Regions from separate parts of the Mus musculus genome. Here region 1 is linked to region 2. Evidence: chromatin contacts called from public Hi-C data. All regions are on one chromosome and are shown on one strand. The core of a region is the stretch at or near the end of the contact, and the rest is flanking DNA. Distances in the headings are between cores, read along the strand shown.

Region 1 (5,533 bases), core at 1,448-3,947, 89 kb after region 2:
ATAGCAGCATAATTACTGTGTATTCTTCATCCTAGACCAGCTCCATACTGAACTCTACTTCCATTTGACTCTCAACAATGCCAACAGTTTGACTCTGTCAAGGGAGCATAGGTACATATTGGCAGAAGACACAAGATTAGCCAAAATGACGAGAATTGTTTTATAGTCTGTAACAACGATTAAATACCTAGTGTGTGATGCAAGAAACTCATAATGCCCACCCCAGAGAAGCTTGCAAAGTCTATGTGAAAATATAATCACACACAAGCAGGCAACAGAGGGATCTGACTTGCTTTTCTGTTGCTGTGATAAATTACCCAAACAAATGCAGCTTAAAGGGAAAGCTTTGATGTTAGCTCACAGTCTGAAGGCCTAGCCCACCAGGGCAGGGATGTCCAGGCAGCAAGAGCTTGAGGCAGCTGGTTAAGTGGCTTCCACAGTTGGGAAGTAGAGAATGATGGTCACTCGTACTCAGCTTTCTCCTTTTTTTTTTTTCTTTTTTTTCTTCCAGAGCTGAGGACCGAACCCAGGGTCTTGCGCTTGCTAGGCAAGCACTCTACCACTGAGCCAGAACCCAAACCTGGATGTTAGGGTTGCTCTTCTCACCTCAGTGAACTGAACCTACATAGGCTCCACAGGAATGTCCAAAGGCCTGCCTCCTATACGATTCTATATCTTGTCAAACGACAATATTAACTTTCCTAAGGAGTGAGAAGTTTTTTTTCATAAAACTTACTTTGAAGCCATTACAATGTTGGAGGCTGTCTTAGAGTTTTACTGATGTGAAGAGACACCATGACCAAAGCACCTCTTAAAAAGAACATTTAATTGGGGCTCGCTTACAGGTTCAGAGGTTCAGTCCATTATCACCAAGACAGAAGCATGGCAGCATTCGGGCAGGCATGGTGCAGGAGGAGCTGAGAGTTCTACATCTTCATCTGAAGGCTGCTAGCAGAATACTGGCTTCTAGGCAACTAAGATGAGGGTCTTAAAGCCCACACCCACAGTGTCACACGTACTCCAGCCAGGCCACAGCTACTCCTACAGAGCCACACCTCCTAATAATGTCAATCCTAGGCCAAGCATACACAAAGCATCACAGAGGCAAACGTGAATGTCTAGCTTCTCTTCGTCCATTCACCCCTAGACTGTTTCTGACATTCTGAAGTTCAAATCGTCTCTCCTCTAAGTAGTACCCATTACTGCTCAGCTAGAAAAATGGTTTTCTGTTGTTTTGCTGTCCAAACTATGTCACGAATTACCAAATTATTATTATTTTTTCCTAAATCATTGCTAGGAATACGGCTTCAGTTTTATTCCACCATTTATTACAGTGTCAACATGCCCAGAAGTTTCTTCTGAACTGTAGCAGTCTGATAGATGGCTCCACTTCTTCTTGGGCTGAATGAAAAAAAAAGAACATCAGTTATAACATTGGGCAGTCATGAACATGAAAAGGAAATGAGTACGTGAGGAAGGAATTGTTCCTCTCTAATACTATCTACTCTACAGCCATTCTCTGTGATTAGAGGATAAATTGACCAACTCTGGGTAACAGCTATATGTTTTGTGACAAAACTTTTGGGGAGATGTAATGTACATGTATAATCTCCATAGAGTGGAAACTCATGACAGACCAAAGTACAGATATCCCCAAAGCTAATTTGGTGAACCAATGAGTTTTATTGAAGTTACTTACAGGAATGTGAGTGTGGGGCTACTTAGAGGAGCCAAGATGACTCAAAGACATCTGCATCACCAAAGTCCAGCCTAGCATGGGTGACAGCTCACAAGGCTAATAACCTGGAACACGCTTCACAGCTTACAGGCAGCTCATGAGGTTGGAGAGTGTCATCTCCAGATATCTAAATTGGTCTAAATCTTTTCCAGGCACCTCAGATGGTTTCTGCTTCTTCCAGGTAGCTGGTCTGGTCTCAGAGTTTTCTTTGCATCTCAGCTTGTCTGAGAGTCTTATTTGAAACTTGGCTTTGCTACATCTGAGCGAGACTTTCAGCATTTATTGCTTATTCGGGCAGGGAGGGGGGCTTAGTGAATCTGGTCAGTTTTGTGGACTTCCTGAAGCCATTTTGTTTACCTCTCTGGTTAAGGGGCCTCCTGCAGGATGGGATGTTTTAATCTCAGTGGAAACTGTGTACTCCTAAGGATAATGTGAAGTCATGATTCTCAGTAGATAATGGAATGACAAAAATGAATTGTACTAGAACAAAATTCAAAAACACAACGTTACAGATGGAGGAAAGTTGATTCTGACTGCAAAAATCTCAAATTTCCACTGATAGTTTGTGTTTGTTACTAATACAAGGTAAGCCTCAAAATTTTCTAGTATCTACTCAAATGCTTTGACAACATTCAATGAGACAATATTTATTCCTAGAAATCTCTCTGTAAAATTGTAATTTCTGTGAAAATTAACCTTATTATGAGATTTTATCTTACTCCAGTGAGGATGGCTAAAAATAAGACAGCAAAAGGTAACAAGTACTGGTGAGGATGAGGGGAACCAGAAACCCTCATGCACTGTTGGTGAGAATGCAAACAGGTACAACCACGATGGAAATCAGTGTGATAGTTCCTCAGGAAACTAGAAATAGACCAAGAAATATCACCAAGCAATACCACGCTTGGGCACATTCCAAGGACTCTATTTCTTGCTACAGAGACACATGCTCATCCATATTCATAGTTGCTCTATTCACTATAGCTAAAGCATGGAGCCTGCATAGATATCGATTGGATGATACATGGATAATGGGAATGTGGCGTCTCTATGTAATGGAATGTATTTATCTCTAAAAAAATTAAATCATGAAATTTACAGGTGAATGGATGGAGCTAGAGAGCAGTCTATTGAGTGAGGTAACCTAGACTTAGGTAAATGTCACTCATGACTTTTATCTTTAGATTTGTCTGTTTAATTTGGAGTACTTGTAGAATTCAGACAACTAGAAAGGGGCCATGTGTGTGGGTTGAGTGGGAAGAAAGGTCTTAAGTGAGCTGGATAGTATATCATAGATGATATGAAGAGGATGGGTGTGTAAGGGGAGGAGAGGTGGGAGGGTAAGACACAGGGACAGGGAGGAGAGATAACTAACACTAAACATATTTGAAAAATATATATGTAAACCTACTATTGCTTCAGCCTCTTAGATCTATTTGCCTATCTATCTATCTATCTATCTATCTATCTATCTATCTATCTATCATCTATCTACCTTCATATAAAAGAGTTTAACTGGAATTACCCTACACAGGTATCATGCTTCTCCCAAAAGCCATTAGGTTGCCAAATAAAACCCAAGTGCCAGGTGTAGGCTATCTTCTCTTGAGTTGTAGGTAAGGGTTGTCCAGGAGATGGAATTCTGTCCCCTCCCCACCCCCAATGATACAGGGCATTGCTACTGATCCTGTCTGAGCAGCAAAACTTGATGGTAAGACCCTACTACAGATGACACCACACATGATCACGGGACATGTTGTATTGAGTAGGATGGTTCCTTCTAGATAATGTTCATACTTCTAAATGGTGCTATGTAGGTTGCTACGGGAAAACAGTCATCAAACGTCTTACTCAAGTTTGAGTGCCATGAGCTACAATTACGACTGCTGTGGCAAGGTATATTCCCATGGGGGTAATAGTGGCATGTATGTTATGTGGTTAATTATCCCCTTTTTTAGTTGGAATTAAGTCTGGCTCCACAGGAGAAAACACATACCTGATTCTAGCCAAGAACCCATGTTTTTGAAGGAAAGGTGTTTTCCTCAAAGGGAATGCATGGCCAGGTCAGTGACATGGAGAGCACTCGCAGGAGACTCTGAATAGACTAGAAGTCAAAGGAAAAGCCGCAGATGTGAGTCACCAGATTTCAAATACATGTTCCAAAAGCATGCCTTGGAGCAGATGCTCCATCCCTCTGTTAGGATCATGGGGATAATAAGCATTTGGGGAAGGAGGAAACACCCACATAAATGAAGTCATGGGTCCTGAGAAGAAAATATGCTCTTCTGTTAGTTATGTGATTACAGTCCTTTATATATATCAATAAAGTTGGGACCATTCCGTGGAGTGCCGTATTTATTTATTTATTTATTTATTTATTTATTGTTTTTTAGAGTAACTAAGTAGTTGGCCTTACTGTGGAATGTGAAATGTGAATGAGACTATCCACATGGATAAAAACAGGCTGGAGTATGCTTGCAAGGAAAACATTGTTGGTATTTATATACTGAAAACATCCTATACTCTTTGTATACATCATGGAAACACTCTTAATGAACATCGACTTGGAACAGTACGCAGAGAAAAAGTGCACATGAGTAACTTCAAGTTAGGTTGAATTTCCAGGGGTTAAGTTCTTGATCAAGAATGGGAAAGTTTACTGTCAATAGAGATCTTGCTAAGCAAGCATAAATTCAATTCCTAGAACCCATGTAAAATTCGGGGTGTGGTAACAATGGCATGTAATCTCAGCATTGTAGAGGAGAAGACACGCAGATCCCCTTGGGTCCCTATTCATCTAGCATAGCCTATGCTGGGACCTACTGGCCAGTAACAGGTCATGTCTCCAAGAAAAAGAAGATAAATTAGATCAGGGGAATAACATCAGGCTTCCACATGCACATGCTACACGCTAACATACCAGCACACACACAAATGTGTGCACACACATGCACAAAACAAACCATGATGAAATAAATAACACGTGTATGAGGAGGAAAGAAATGAAAGCACAACCCAGAGACAATTATGTTTGCTGCATCTGAGCATCACTTTCAATGGATAGAGGTCCTCGGTCATCTCGATATTCTCCACCCCTAATTGTTAACATGCCATGGTCTCGTGCCATTTCTAGCTCTTCAGTGGGCATCAAGTGTGACCTGCACTGGTTTCAGTAAATAGGTCTAAATTTAGGGCTCAGCTAGGTTTTCCTTAGGGAGAATGAGACATTTAGAAAACCCATAAGTGTGAGCTAAGGCTCAAGATGTGTTTACTGATGAAATGAGCTTGAGTTTTGTGTTTTGTGAAGTTGGAAGAAGTTGTTTTATTCCCCATTGGGAATCCTGCTTCTGCCCCTCATTTTTTTTGTATGTAAAGGGTTGGAATTATAAGATTCTCTTCTAATTTGATTTTGTTGCAACTTCTACTTCCTGTTTTTTTTTTTTCTTTTCTTTCTTTAGGACGTTAGAATCACAAGTGCCTTATGAAATCCTTGACTTTGGGATTTTCCTCACCATGCTAATAGTAGTCCTATTGGGATTTAAAAATCATGAAAACATTTTGACTCTCTGGATTTTACAAGTTTTATATGACTTATATATATTTAGTGTACAGGAATTTTACAAGCTTGGCTAAATGTGCACAATACAGAGCACATCGTTTTAACTATGTTTAGCTCACAGATCACAGTGGTAAGCAGTCATTGATGTGCGGCCATTCAATGCTCCTGGATGCCCTTTCCTCTATGAGCAAAGACTCTTCCCCTCTAACTTCCTCATCTCCTCTCTTTCAGGGTTT
Region 2 (5,555 bases), core at 1,230-3,729:
GGGTATGTTCTATGGAGGTGTAGTCAGGTATGGGGGAAGGGGGCTCCTTGGTGGGCCCATGCTGGGGGCCCATCCCTTCCCCCTGAGGGACCAGCCACATGATGGTATAGTATAGAATGGAGTTTATTTAGGACATAGGGAGGGGAGTTAAGAGGGTAGTAGAGGCAGAGAAAGGCAGGAGGGGGAGGGGAGGGGAGGGAGATGAGTAGAGGCTGACAAGAGGGAATGGGGAGAGAGGGGGCAAGAGAAAGCAAGAGAGCAAGAGAGGAGCAAGAGAGTGAGGAGGGGGCAAGCAGCCCCTTTTAAGGTGGGGTAGGGCCTACCTTTCTTGTTGCCAGGTAACTGTGGGGCAGAACTTTGACAATTGGTATGGGAGGGATTTTTTTTTTTAAAATATGACAATACTATTTTGAGTGGGGAGTGAACCTGGTGCAATCATGTTTAAGTGGTGAAGCGTCTCAGTTGGTCATTTAAAGTGTCATCGACACTAATGGATTAGGTTTGTAACTTTTACTTTGATGACATGTTACAGGTTCTCTTTCTGATCCTATAAACATACCATAGTACTTTTGGCATATGTCACACAGTAGAGGTTAGAAATGTTTTCAGGATGGCTTTTATTTTGTAAATGTTCACATTCACAGCAGAACTGTGGGTACACTGCTGAGTGTGGTTTTTCATCTGGCTGTTAAGAAAAGGGGGCAACAGAAACCACGTGGGACTGTGGTTAAATGTTTCAAGCAACAAAGCTATAGAAGACGTGGTCACACAGGACACTGCATCCTGCTCACCAACTCTGTGGGGTCCTCATTTTACTTCCTGAAGCAGTAACCATTCCCAAGTAACACTTTAAATGACCAACTGAGACGCTTTACTGGTTAAACATGATCGCACTGGGTGCACTCCCCAAAATAGTATTGTCACATTAAAAAAAAAAAACCCTATTTAAACTATGAAGACTTGAAAACACATTGTCTTTTGTAGAGTCATATTTATGTTTCCCCCAGCAACAGAATAAGCTTTCATGGATTTCAGCGCACGAGCTTTGAAGTAAATGCCATCTCTTCAATACCAATAGTTACATTTAATAATAATTAACAATTTAATAATAGTAACACTGAAAGTTGGCTATATGTAAATCACTTTATTTCTATAAATTTTGCCACCTCACAGGTAGGGATTTGAAGTTTAAAGAGACGTAGATAAGATCTTTCTTCCTTTCTTTCTTTCTTTCTTTCTTCCTTTCTTTCTTTCTTTTTCTTTTTAAAACAAATCCTACAGTTAGTAAATAGCAGAGCCTATTCTTAAATTCAAATCTGCCACAAAGAAATCTTTTGATCTGAAAGTTTGTTTGAACATAGTTCTAATACTTTCCTGTAAGCAAAGGGGAAAATTATGGCTAAACACTGGTATAGTTTGGGTATAAAACTGGCTTTGGGTCATTGTCTTACTTGATCTTGGTATATGACTAAGATTCCTGGGCTAAAAATAGAAGCTAAAAGTACTTGTAAGGCCCCACAATATTCTGGACTAAGACTGGAGAAAGCTTTTCTGTGTGTGCCTGCTGAACTACCAAATCTGGATGCAAAGATCCTTTGTGCTAAAAATAAGTAGGAAAATCATGATTAAAGCCAAGTCAGTTGCTATTGCACGCTAGGGTGGTGGTGGTGCGCAGGACATGGTTTCTTTATAGATGGGTTCTTCTCTGCCATTGAACGTCTTTTTCAAACAAGCTCTGTTTTTTTTTTTTTTTTTTTTTTTTTTTTTTTTTTTTTTTTTTTTTTTTATTTATTTATTCAGACTTCTCTGAGAACTGGAACAGAGCCAGAAAGCTCCAACCAGAGTGTTAGAAACATCTATAACTACTCTGGAACCTTCCAGCTAGAAGACAAGCTTTGAAGACAATGTGCCCCCACCTGGAGGATTGGGTGACTGAGATATTGATCTAAGAAGTTTATGTGCACAAAATGGATTTCCTATTACCTTAAATAATGGCAACTGTGTTTTTCAGCTGTTTCTAATACTGTTAGGAGGTCTTTGTTGGATATACTGTTTATAGTCCATGAAAGCTTTATTGCAATTCAATATCTGACTTATTAGAGAAACTAGGTAACACAAGCAAGTCCCCTTCTAGCCACCTGACAAATGAATTGACAATGTAACGATTTGCATAGCACTGAGAACAGGTGACCTCAAGCTCAGAGGTCTGTCTGCTTTTGCCTCCTGAGTGAGTGCAGGGATTAAAGAGGAGCAGGGCAGCATTCAGCTGAGAATAGAGCTAGGAAGGACTCAGGGACTATGGGAGGTGAAGAAAGAAAAGAATGAGATCTAGAACAGATCCTGTATTGTGTGTACTGATCTTCCCCTTGAGACTGAAGACTTTATATCTGCAGTTGCTAGCTGACAACCTCCAGTCCTCAGTCTGAAGACTGTTTTTTTTTCCTTGCCAAAAAGCACTGCTTTCTGCCAGTGTGTGGCAGTGCTGAAGAGCCCTGATAGTTCTGGAGCACTCCCTAGTACTACCAAGGCCTGTTCCGATGGAAGCTTGATGCTCTGCTTGCTTCTTTTACAGCTCTCAGGCGCTGATCCCAGGGGCCTCCCTGATGTTCCCCCATGCTAATTTGTTCTGAGTCAACTTCCCAGGGAACTTGACCTAGAGTAAATACCATGGCAGCCCTACTCTTATTGTTTATTTGCACAGATTATCCCTGATGAATATGGTTTGATGTACTAGTTTTTAACTTTACAATGGTGTGAAACCAACACCATTTAGTATAAGATTTTTGATTTTGATTTTGGTCAGTTCCCAGGCTCATGAAATGTGCCAATGAGCCGTCGCTCTCAAATCAGTTATAGGATCGTAAGTGTAAATACTTAACATTCTCTGTGCCAACTTGCTAAAGTGTAATATTCCAACAGATTAATGCATTTATGACCTGTGGAAGATATTTTCAATGCATATTGGAATTATCAGAACATAACCACAGTTTAGAAGCCTCTATATATGGAATATTCATGTAGGATTTTATTGAAAGCAATTCAAACTGGTTTCACACTTAAATGCTTTACCCAGTAAGGAAAATTATCATTATGTTATATATGGAAGACTACTTTATGGTTCATCTTTCAAACTAACATCAGGGGAGTATTGTTTCTTTTTCTATTAGCCTTTGTATTTATTTTGCATTTATAAACATATCCTTATGCCTTAGAGCAGAAATGTATTAGCTAATAGAATGAGTCATGACTATTTTTAATGTTCCTAACATACCTAAAATCAAGAATGTTCATTAATAAAAGTGACTGTAACAAACCAGAGAAAGGCTTTCAGTAGATGATCTATATTCAAAAGTAAGGGTAGCATTTTTACACATTACTCTATAGAAGAATAATTTAATTTAAATTTTCTTAAGGCAACTTATGATATTAATAAATTCACATATATAGAATTTTCATTTCTTCATCTAAAAAATCATGTTAAAATGCACGCTCATAACATGGGGGGGAAAGATTCACACTCATGTTAAGTCATTCTACACTCTAATGTTCAGGGAAATTTGAAAGAAATTTTGAACTAGTAAAGGTTAAATTAAGAGTTGTGCAAAGATAGCTCAGATTTGTTAAGCACATGAATGCCTGTTGTGGATCTGAGACCATTGCAGAATCTTCATTTACACAACAGCCAAAGCAACAGAAAGAATGCACACAACATGGATGTGAAGGGTGAGCGTGACCTTGGTTTTCCTACTTCTCAACTTAGAGGCCACACACATAGCTGCTGGGCTCTGTCTTTCTGCCCCAGCTACAGGGATGAGTAGATAAATTCTACTCTGCCTCAGGTGTGCTGTTGCTGTGGCAATTTCCAAACCCGATGTGGTACCAAGGACCTAAGGAGAAGCCCATGGTGCAGGGAGGCGGGAGAGATGCTGAGAATGCAAGGGTGGAAAAGAACGCTTGCTATTTCACATACAACATTTGGGCTACCTGGTAGAATGAAAGTTTAGTACCATTAGTAAACCTATTTATTATAAAATATTCTTTCCAGAGAAATAGTTAATCAACCAAACATGGCATCAAAAATATTTTTTCCCTAAAAATGTGAATGTATGATAGCAAGGCTGTTTCTGTACACAAACAGCAACGGCAGTCAAGTGAAGAAACATTATTCGATGTACACATGCAACCACTCCCTTTATGCACAATCTCTATTTCTGGAACCAAAGAATTCTGATGTGTGTTAGCATTCCTTCTAGGCTCCTCCCAACAGGTAACCTGGCAATAAGCCAGGTAGGCCTGGCTTCCTACAAAAGGGGCTGTTTGGTCTCTCTCTCTTACTCTCTCTCTTTTCTCTCCCAGACCCTTTTCTCTCTCTCTCCCTTCCTCTCCCCCCTCCCCTTCCCATGTCCTAAATAAACTCTATTCTACACTAAACTGTCCTGTGGCTGGTACCTCATAGGGAAGGGATACCTCAGCATGGGCCCACTGAGGAACCCCTACACCTCACCATACCTGGCTCTACAAAACATATCCTGATCTCTTTTTTAGAAAACACAACAATGTGCAACCAGCTGTAGGTCTTCATTCTTCTTTGTTTTCCTTCTCCGTGCCCAGGAAGGAATCCAGTGCTTTGACCGTGCATGGCAAACACACTACCATAGAGACGCAAGCCACCATCCATCCCCGTGCTTCTTTGTTAATGGAGGAGGTGAGAATGGGAATAAGTGAAGTCGACTTACTTGTTTGACAATTATTTTGAGAACCTATTACATGCCAGCTGTCTTGGTAGGCATTGGCAATGTAACTACACACACAATAGACATATTCTCTGTCCACGTGAAGCATACTGTCTAAGGGAAGAAACTGACATAGGCTGTGTTACATAAGCATGGTTGATGGATGTCTACACTTAAAAGGGAACCAAGCACACGTACACCCAAACTGTATTTAAAGTGGAAGTTTGATGATGTTTAAGTTGAGTACTCCATGTGGTTGTTGGCCAGTCTGGGCGGGGCAGGCATTGGAGCTAAAGAAGGTAAGGTACATGCCAAGTGCTAGAAGAAAGCGTGCCTCTTTCAAGAAACTGATAAAAGCGTTCAGTGTAGCTGAGTCTGGAGAGGGCAGTAGTATAGAAAGACGAGGTGTGGAAGACTAGATCATGAAAGGAGACATAACTATTACAGAGTGAGTGTAGGCTTTGCCATAACAGCGACAAGAAGCCAGTCAAAAGATTAAAATCAAGGAGATCAAAGTCATATTTTAGAGATTTTACTTAACTACAGAGTGGGCAATGAAGGTGGGGAGAGCGATTAGGATTCTCACGGGGAGAATCAGACTGTGAGCGATGCTGGGAAAGAAGAGACGTAGAAAGATTAAAGACATTATTAGAAACAAAACAGGGAGGACCCAGTAATTGGCTGGCTGTGGGCAGTGTGGGAGAGATAGGGGCTAAAGATCCGCCTTACCATTCCTCCTCCTCAGGAGTTGGGGAGAGGTTGTGCCCATGCTGAAGGGGAGGGCAATGCAAAGAGAAGACAAAGACAAAGATGAGGTCTTTT

What was found. A called contact is a pair of places that touch in the nucleus more often than the background predicts.
Region 1: a contact with region 2 is called in a Hi-C map of cortical neurons, with 2.5 times the contacts expected there. The contact joins two enhancer-like sites. A contact is called at or near these places in 11 of 39 promoter capture datasets (the 3T3-L1 cell line, 3T3-L1-derived adipocytes, the C10 cell line and 6 more), 10 of 15 datasets of contacts at CTCF or cohesin (CD8 T cells, the G1E-ER4 cell line, the NIH/3T3 cell line and 5 more), 264 of 484 Hi-C or Micro-C datasets (3T3-L1-derived adipocytes, the AML12 cell line, the AtT-20 cell line and 145 more), 37 of 115 datasets of contacts at active chromatin or transcription factors (CD8 T cells, PVALB interneurons, T-cell acute lymphoblastic leukemia and 26 more) and 5 of 9 other capture datasets (embryonic stem cells, embryonic tail, liver and 2 more).

The regions. Positions count from the first base shown.
Region 1 is chr3:127,951,139-127,956,671 of GRCm38.p6, forward strand. 9830132P13Rik (RIKEN cDNA 9830132P13 gene) reads left to right here. Exons shown (of 5, transcript NR_040552.1): 5 at 512-4,082. Among named protein-coding and RNA genes, the nearest start is that of Gm35667, 17 kb to the right of the region's middle. Within about 2 kb of position 2,698, at least 7 of the 459 cell types and tissues checked have an H3K27ac peak or open chromatin away from gene starts, as enhancers often do. A contact at or near this core is called in cortical neurons, where this site is marked.
Region 2 is chr3:127,861,947-127,867,501 of GRCm38.p6, forward strand. Gm35585 (a long non-coding RNA gene) reads left to right here. Exons shown (of 4, transcript XR_376054.4): 2 at 1,801-1,928; 3 at 4,612-4,705. Among named protein-coding and RNA genes, the nearest start is that of Gm35585, 3.4 kb to the left of the region's middle. Within about 2 kb of position 2,480, at least 14 of the 459 cell types and tissues checked have an H3K27ac peak or open chromatin away from gene starts, as enhancers often do. A contact at or near this core is called in cortical neurons, where this site is marked.